2 separate regions of the Canis lupus genome follow, and region 1 is linked to region 2. A link is a contact called in public Hi-C data. All regions are on one chromosome and are shown on one strand. Each heading gives the region's core, a stretch centred on a gene start, on an enhancer-like site or on the middle of the called end of the contact. The rest is flanking DNA. Distances are from core to core; before and after follow the strand shown.

Region 1 (3,051 bases), core at 20-2,519, 56 kb before region 2:
TACTTCTCTAATACATTTTTAAAAGTCTCCTTATAAAATTTTGATCTTTTCAAATAATTCCAGGAGCATTAGAGTCACATAAGGTATGAACATTTGTGTGTGTGTGTGTGTGTGTGTGTGTGTGTTAATATGGTTCTGACAGCCCACACAGTAAGGAGGTAAAACTGGCCAGAAGAATATAAAGACACCTTGGTAAATGTGAATAAAGTGAAATCCAAAGTGAAATAAAAACGTATGGGGAAGCAAAATCATTTTGTTTTCAAATACTGTATGAGATTAAACTTATTTTATCAAGACTAAAAGAGGCCCTCAGGTCAGAAAATGATGTCAAGGCTTTCACGTGTGTATTGGCTGAAGTCTTTTCACTTGAAATAATTTCTCTCAGCTGCTTCTTACAGAGCACGCAGGCAAATTCCCCCTGCCAAAAACAAAAAACCCAACCAAACCCAAGAGTCTCCACGAAGATTAAGCACAATCAGGACATACCACCTTCTGCCTTATCTCTAATGTAACAACATACTTCTGTTTCACTGAACAGCGCTTAGAGACCTTGACCTTCAAAATCATAAAAACGTCTAGACCAACTACCCGAGAACCCCGATTTGGGGGCGTTACGCATTCAAAACCATTGGTCTCTAGGAAGAGTTCATCTCCCCCCCCCCCCCCTTTTTAAGGGATCAAAGTCAGCTGCAAGTGTAAAAGAAAAAGTCATTTTTAAAAAAAGTTTATCCTTAAAAACGTATCTCAGCACCTGGCCTTCCTCCTGTTCAAAATAAACCAAGAGAACTCGGATTCACGCTGCCGTCTGCTTTTGCAGACCTCTCTTAAAATTGGCATTGGAAAAAAAATAAAAAAATAAAAATAAATAAAATTGGCATTGGAATTCCCCTGGGAAAATGAAATTCGGCTTCCACGTCTACCCAAAGCTTTCCCCGTGCCTTCGAGCGCTGCAAAAGCGAGATGCGAGATCCTTTTTTTTTTTTTTTTATCCCCCCCCCCCCCCCGCCCTTTTCTTCTCGTGGACGTATTCAGCGGGCGGCCACCCTGAGCTCCCCGGGCGGGCGGCGCTCGGCGGCTGAGACCCGGCCCGTCGCGCGAGTCCGGGGGCGGCGGGGGAGGGGCCGCCGCGGAGTCGGGGTTCCCGGGTCCCTCCTGTCTCCGAGCGCGGTCCCACCCCCACCCCGTCCCTCCCCGCCCCTACTCTCCGCACCGTTCGCGACCTGCACGCGCGCGCACACACACACACACACACACACACACACTGAAGCGAGACGCGCGGGGGGAGTGCGGGCCCAGAAAGGGAACCGAGGAAAAAGCGCCTGTGACACAAAATGGAGAAAGAGGAACCGAGAGGGGAAAGGAGAGAAGGAAAAGCAGGGGGGAGGGGGTCCCGGGGCAGACACGGGCGCGGGTGGCGCGGCAGGCTGCACGGGGACGGCGCCCCGGAGGCGCTCGCCGCGGGACGAAGGGGCAGACCCCGACGGAGCGAGAGGCCGAGGCGGAAAGAAAGACGTTCCAGAGGCCGAGGCTCCATTTTCAGCAGCGCCATATTCGCTTCTCCTTTCGCCGCTTTTTGTTGTAGGGTTTTGTTTGCAGCCGGTGGACGGGCGCCAGCGCGTTTCTGCAGCTTCAGCGGCTTTGGTCCGCCAGAAGGGGAGGGAGGGACGGGGCCCCCCGCCCCCCCGGCCCCCGGTCCCCGCCCCCGCCCCCAGCGCACCTCCTGCCCCCGCGCCTGGGGCTGCGCGTCCGCCTCCCGCTCTGCGCGGCTCGGGCCGGGACGCGACACCCGCCGGGGCCCCGGGGCTCCCCGGTGGCCGTGCGGTGGGCGCGTGCTGCGGCGGGGACGGCGAACCGAGACGCGTCGAAGAAACACGAACGCGCCCCTCGGGGAGGAGGCGGGGGGCGCGCGCCGGGGGGTGCAGCGAGGAGGGGCGCCCCGAAATAGAGGCTTCCCGGAGGGAGCTGGGGGTCAGGGGCGCGCGCGGGCCGGGGGCCCGGGGCCCCCGCCGCTGGGAGCCGCGGCTGCCCCGACGCGCCTCGGGGTTCCCCCCGCCGCCGGAGGAGCGGCCAAGGTCGCGGCCCGCGCGGGGCCCCCGGCGGGTGGGCAGGGAAGCGCCCCAGCGCCGGCCCCGGGCGCGGGTCTCCGCGGAGGTGCCCTCGCTTCCCGGGGATCGGAGGCGCGGTCGGAGTCGCGCAGCTCCTTCGAGGCAACTGAAAGCGGTTCCGGAAACGAAGTCCCGTCCTCTCACCCCAGGCGCCCCAACTGCTGGTTTCCGTCGAGTTACATCTCGGCCGGTCGGTGGTGCAAGTGACGAACGGCTGCAAAGTACATTCTCCTCGCGCTCCCGCTCTTTCCGCTCCGCTCGCGCTCGACACCGTCTTCGCGCACAGTCACGCTCGGGCGGGCGCCGGAGACGCCCCAAGGTTCGCGCCGCGGGCGCCCGGCCTGCCCCGATCTGCGATCTGCGAGGGCCCGCGGGGCTGCGGCCGGCCTGGACCGCGCGGGGCGGCCTCGGAGGGCGGCGGGCATCCCCGTGGGGCCCCCGCGCCGTCGGGTTCCGCGCGGTCCTGCGCCTCCAGCCCAGACGGCTGCTGCCCCCCGTGTCGCCGGGCCTTGGGTTCTTCGCGGTGCAAAGGGACGGTGGCTGCAGGGTGGAAGCGCCGGACTCTTCCGTTTGGCGGCGTGCAGCATGTCCAAGCGGAGACTCGGGGTGACCGCAATGGTAACCGAACCACACAAGGTCCCTGGGCGCGTCGGTTGAAACAGCTAAAAGCTGTTGAAACAGCTTCACTCCTGTCTTTCACCGGATCACTGCGTCCTCCTCTCCTGCCCAGCGCCACAAGCAGAGCACTGTGCATGTCACCGGCCCCTGGAGCACTCGGGTCATCTCAGAGCCCGCAGTACAGCAGGGAGCGCCGCCCACACCTGGCGCCTCGGGAGCTGCTCGCTGCCAGCCGCCAGCCCTCGAACCCCGCTCCCCGGGAGCCACCGACGGCGCATGCCCACCTGCGGGTCTGCCTTGGACAGGATAACCCGGCTCTTCTATTACT
Region 2 (3,008 bases), core at 366-2,865:
GAAATTTTTCAACTGACATTTTACTACTGAAGAGAAACAAGGAGTTTGGAAAGAAGATGAGAGATGGGAAGAAAAGATGAACATGATTAATAGGTGTTTGTTTCATAAAGACTCTAGGGAGACTCTTAAATCCTTCACTGCTCCTATATGCTCACCGAAGTGAAGAGCTAGTTCACATGCCTTTCAAAGCCTTCAAAGGAAAATTCAGTAGTTACTCAATCTGTTACTGATGCTAAATTATTCCATTTGTGTCCTGTTGTGAAATCAGGTGCTCCTATGTATTGCTGCAAGGTTAAATCTTGACTGTTTTCATTAGAAACAATTTTTCCCCAAATAAGCACCTAAATTATTCCCACAGAAGTGTTTCACGTTGAACCTGCTTCAAATAAATAATCGCTCCTGAAGACTAAAACACCTTTCTTGTTCCTTATCCCTCCCCTCCACGCTTAAAGAACTTGCTTTTGAACTTTTCTTTTTAAACTCTTTGGATCAAAATTGCATCATCTCCTTTGTGTCTCGTTCCCCCCCCCCCCCCCCAAGAATTCACTCTAGTTGTCCAACTTCATAGACATATAAAGGAGAATTTTAAAACTTTATACAATGTGAGTCTTTAAAGTTACGGATATCCGAGACAGTAATCACTTCTAGTAAAGACCTTGACACTCCTAACTGTATCTTACTGAGATAACTGCCTGATACAAACATATGAAGATTGTTTAATTAAAACCATAGAGATGTCATGAGTACAGCAGCACAGAATTCGAGTCAGTTTGCTTTTGGATGATATTTATTTGCAGCGGCATGAGATTTTAATAACTGTCAAACATGTATGTGGATAATGTATTAATTCCTCAATTGTTTAGGTACAGCAAGAACACACGCACGTCTGTGCACACGCACATCCGTGCAGGAATCAACTGCCATATCCCAGCAATGACAATGAAAAAGGAGAAATAAACAAGGCTTGTTAGATGCCTACAGCCTCACTCACAAAAGAGCAATGCTGGGAGGTTAAGCTGTGGCGTAAAACAAAAACAAACACACACACACACACACACAAACCAAAAAAAAAAACCAAAAAAAACCCACAAAAAAACAAAAAACAAAACAATAAACAACCCCAAACCAAACCAAACACAACCAGTTGCCTCAGAATGGGAGCTTCCCGAAGGCTTTCGCGCTGAGGAACTAGGAAGGCGTAGTTTTCGGGGGACGTGGGGCCGGGACCCAGACCCCTTCCTCCCCGCCCCCGCCCCCGCCCCCGCCCGGGGGTCTTTCAAGGAACGCGGCGGCGGAGCCGCGCAGGAGCCGGTGACAGACCTAGGTGAGCCCCGGGTGGAGGAGAAAGCGCCGAGCGCGTCCACAAAGCCCCCGGGGCCGCGCCTCTCGCTGGGGCGCCGCAGGAAGGGCTGGACGGAAGCCGCGGCGCCGGGGAGCTCGGGGGCGGCGGGCGGTGGACGGCGGGCGGCTGGGCGCGCTGGCCGAGGCGCGAGCCGGGAGGCCGGCGGGGAGGCCCCGGGCTGGGAGGCCCGCAGCCCGCGCCGCCGCCCCGAGCCGCGTGCGCGCGCGGCCGCATCAGCTGAGCGCGCGGCGCGTGTCACGTGGTGCGCGTGTCGAAGGTCACGGCGCGCTCACAATGGAGCTCTCGGAGTATGTGCAGAAAGGCTTCCAGATGCTGGCCGATCCTGGCTCCTTCGACTCCAACGCCTTCACGCTTCTCCTCCGGGCGGCTTTCCAGAGCCTGCTGGACGCCCAGGCGGACGAGGCCGTGTTAGGTAAGCCGCTCGGCTCTGAGCTAGATCGGCCTGGGTGGAGGGGCGCTCCGAGAAGAGGAGCGAGACCGAGCGAGAGGGGAAAACCCCGGGAAGAGGAAGTCTCCCGGCTTTGCCCTTCGCTCCGGACGGAGTGTGGGGCTGTGAGCCCGGAGCGGCCCCTGACCATTGTTCTGGCCCCGGTTGGCACCTGCACATAGCCTGCCACTTGTTTCTGCTCCGATTTCTCCTCCCAGTCTCTTTGTTCCTTTGTAAAGCCCGTGTTAAAGTCTTGTTTGTGGCCTAAACATCCAAGGTTTTCAGCCTGGTCGGAGGCAGAGGCTGGTTGACACTTGGACTCCGTCAGGGTAGCTCCCTGCAATTCAAGCGTTCAGTGCGAGGCTGGCAAAGGTTTGCAAGAGTCTGTTTCCAAAGCAATTACCAGGTCACCAAGTGTTGACATTTCCCAACTTCGAAAATACCTCCAGTTCCTGTGATCACTCCAACACTCTGGTTAGATATGTTTTGCACAGGTTCCACGCCTAGAACCTTAAAATATGGTGCAGAATGTTTTGTTCCGCATCAGTTACCAGGAGGCAAGTCTCTTTTAAATGGTCCGGTCAGTGATTGCGGAGTGCCGTGTGTCAGTATGGATTGAAGGCATACTTTAAGACAGATCGCTTTTAGATCATTTTCTTAAATATAAATATCCCAACAATTCAAATTTTGTTTTTTCTGTAGTTTCATGATCTATAACACCTTACAAAAAAGTATGAAAGTGGAAGTTCTTCAAACGAAAATAGTAACCACCACCTGGGTTAATCTCAAAAAAAGGATAGCTGTCAAAATCTGAAAATATTTTGAAAATTGTATTACATATTCTGAACTCGTGCCCCGCCCTTCATATATTCATGTCTTTGGAGCCAGTTATTCTAAAAGTAATCGATCTTTAGAGGGAAAGTTTATTCATTCTTAAATTTACACCATGTAAAATATTTATCTTATTTTTCCTCTGAATTTACTGCATCCAGCATTGTAAGGACCAACTGTGTGGTTTCTTTTTTTCTTTGGGGCTACAATGTTTAAAAAAAAAAAAAAACAAATTAAGGCAAAATAAAAGAAGGTAATTGAGACTGGTAACAGCAGAATTACTGATGTATGCTCTTTATTGTTTTCCATTGACCTTGTTGTTCATCTCATTTACTTATAATTGCCAGTCCTTATAGTTGAGTTCTTTTTTGTGTTCTTGTTTAAGGG

The links. Hi-C and Micro-C count contacts between places; a contact is called where the count stands out from the background.
Region 1: a Hi-C map of blood shows a contact between it and region 2, with 4 times the contacts expected there. The contact joins the enhancer-like site here to the promoter of COMMD3 in region 2. A contact is called at or near these places in 2 of 9 Hi-C or Micro-C datasets (amygdala and blood).

The regions. Positions count from the first base shown.
Region 1 is chr2:8,703,184-8,706,234 of UU_Cfam_GSD_1.0, reverse strand. No RefSeq gene overlaps it. Among named protein-coding and RNA genes, the nearest start is that of TRNAN-GUU, 19 kb to the left of the region's middle. Within about 2 kb of position 1,269, at least 13 of the 20 cell types and tissues checked have an H3K27ac peak or open chromatin away from gene starts, as enhancers often do. A contact at or near this core is called in blood, where this site is marked.
Region 2 is chr2:8,647,934-8,650,941 of UU_Cfam_GSD_1.0, reverse strand. COMMD3 (COMM domain containing 3) reads left to right here and starts at 1,615. Exons shown (of 8, transcript NM_001252346.1): 1 at 1,615-1,775. The coding sequence starts at 1,637.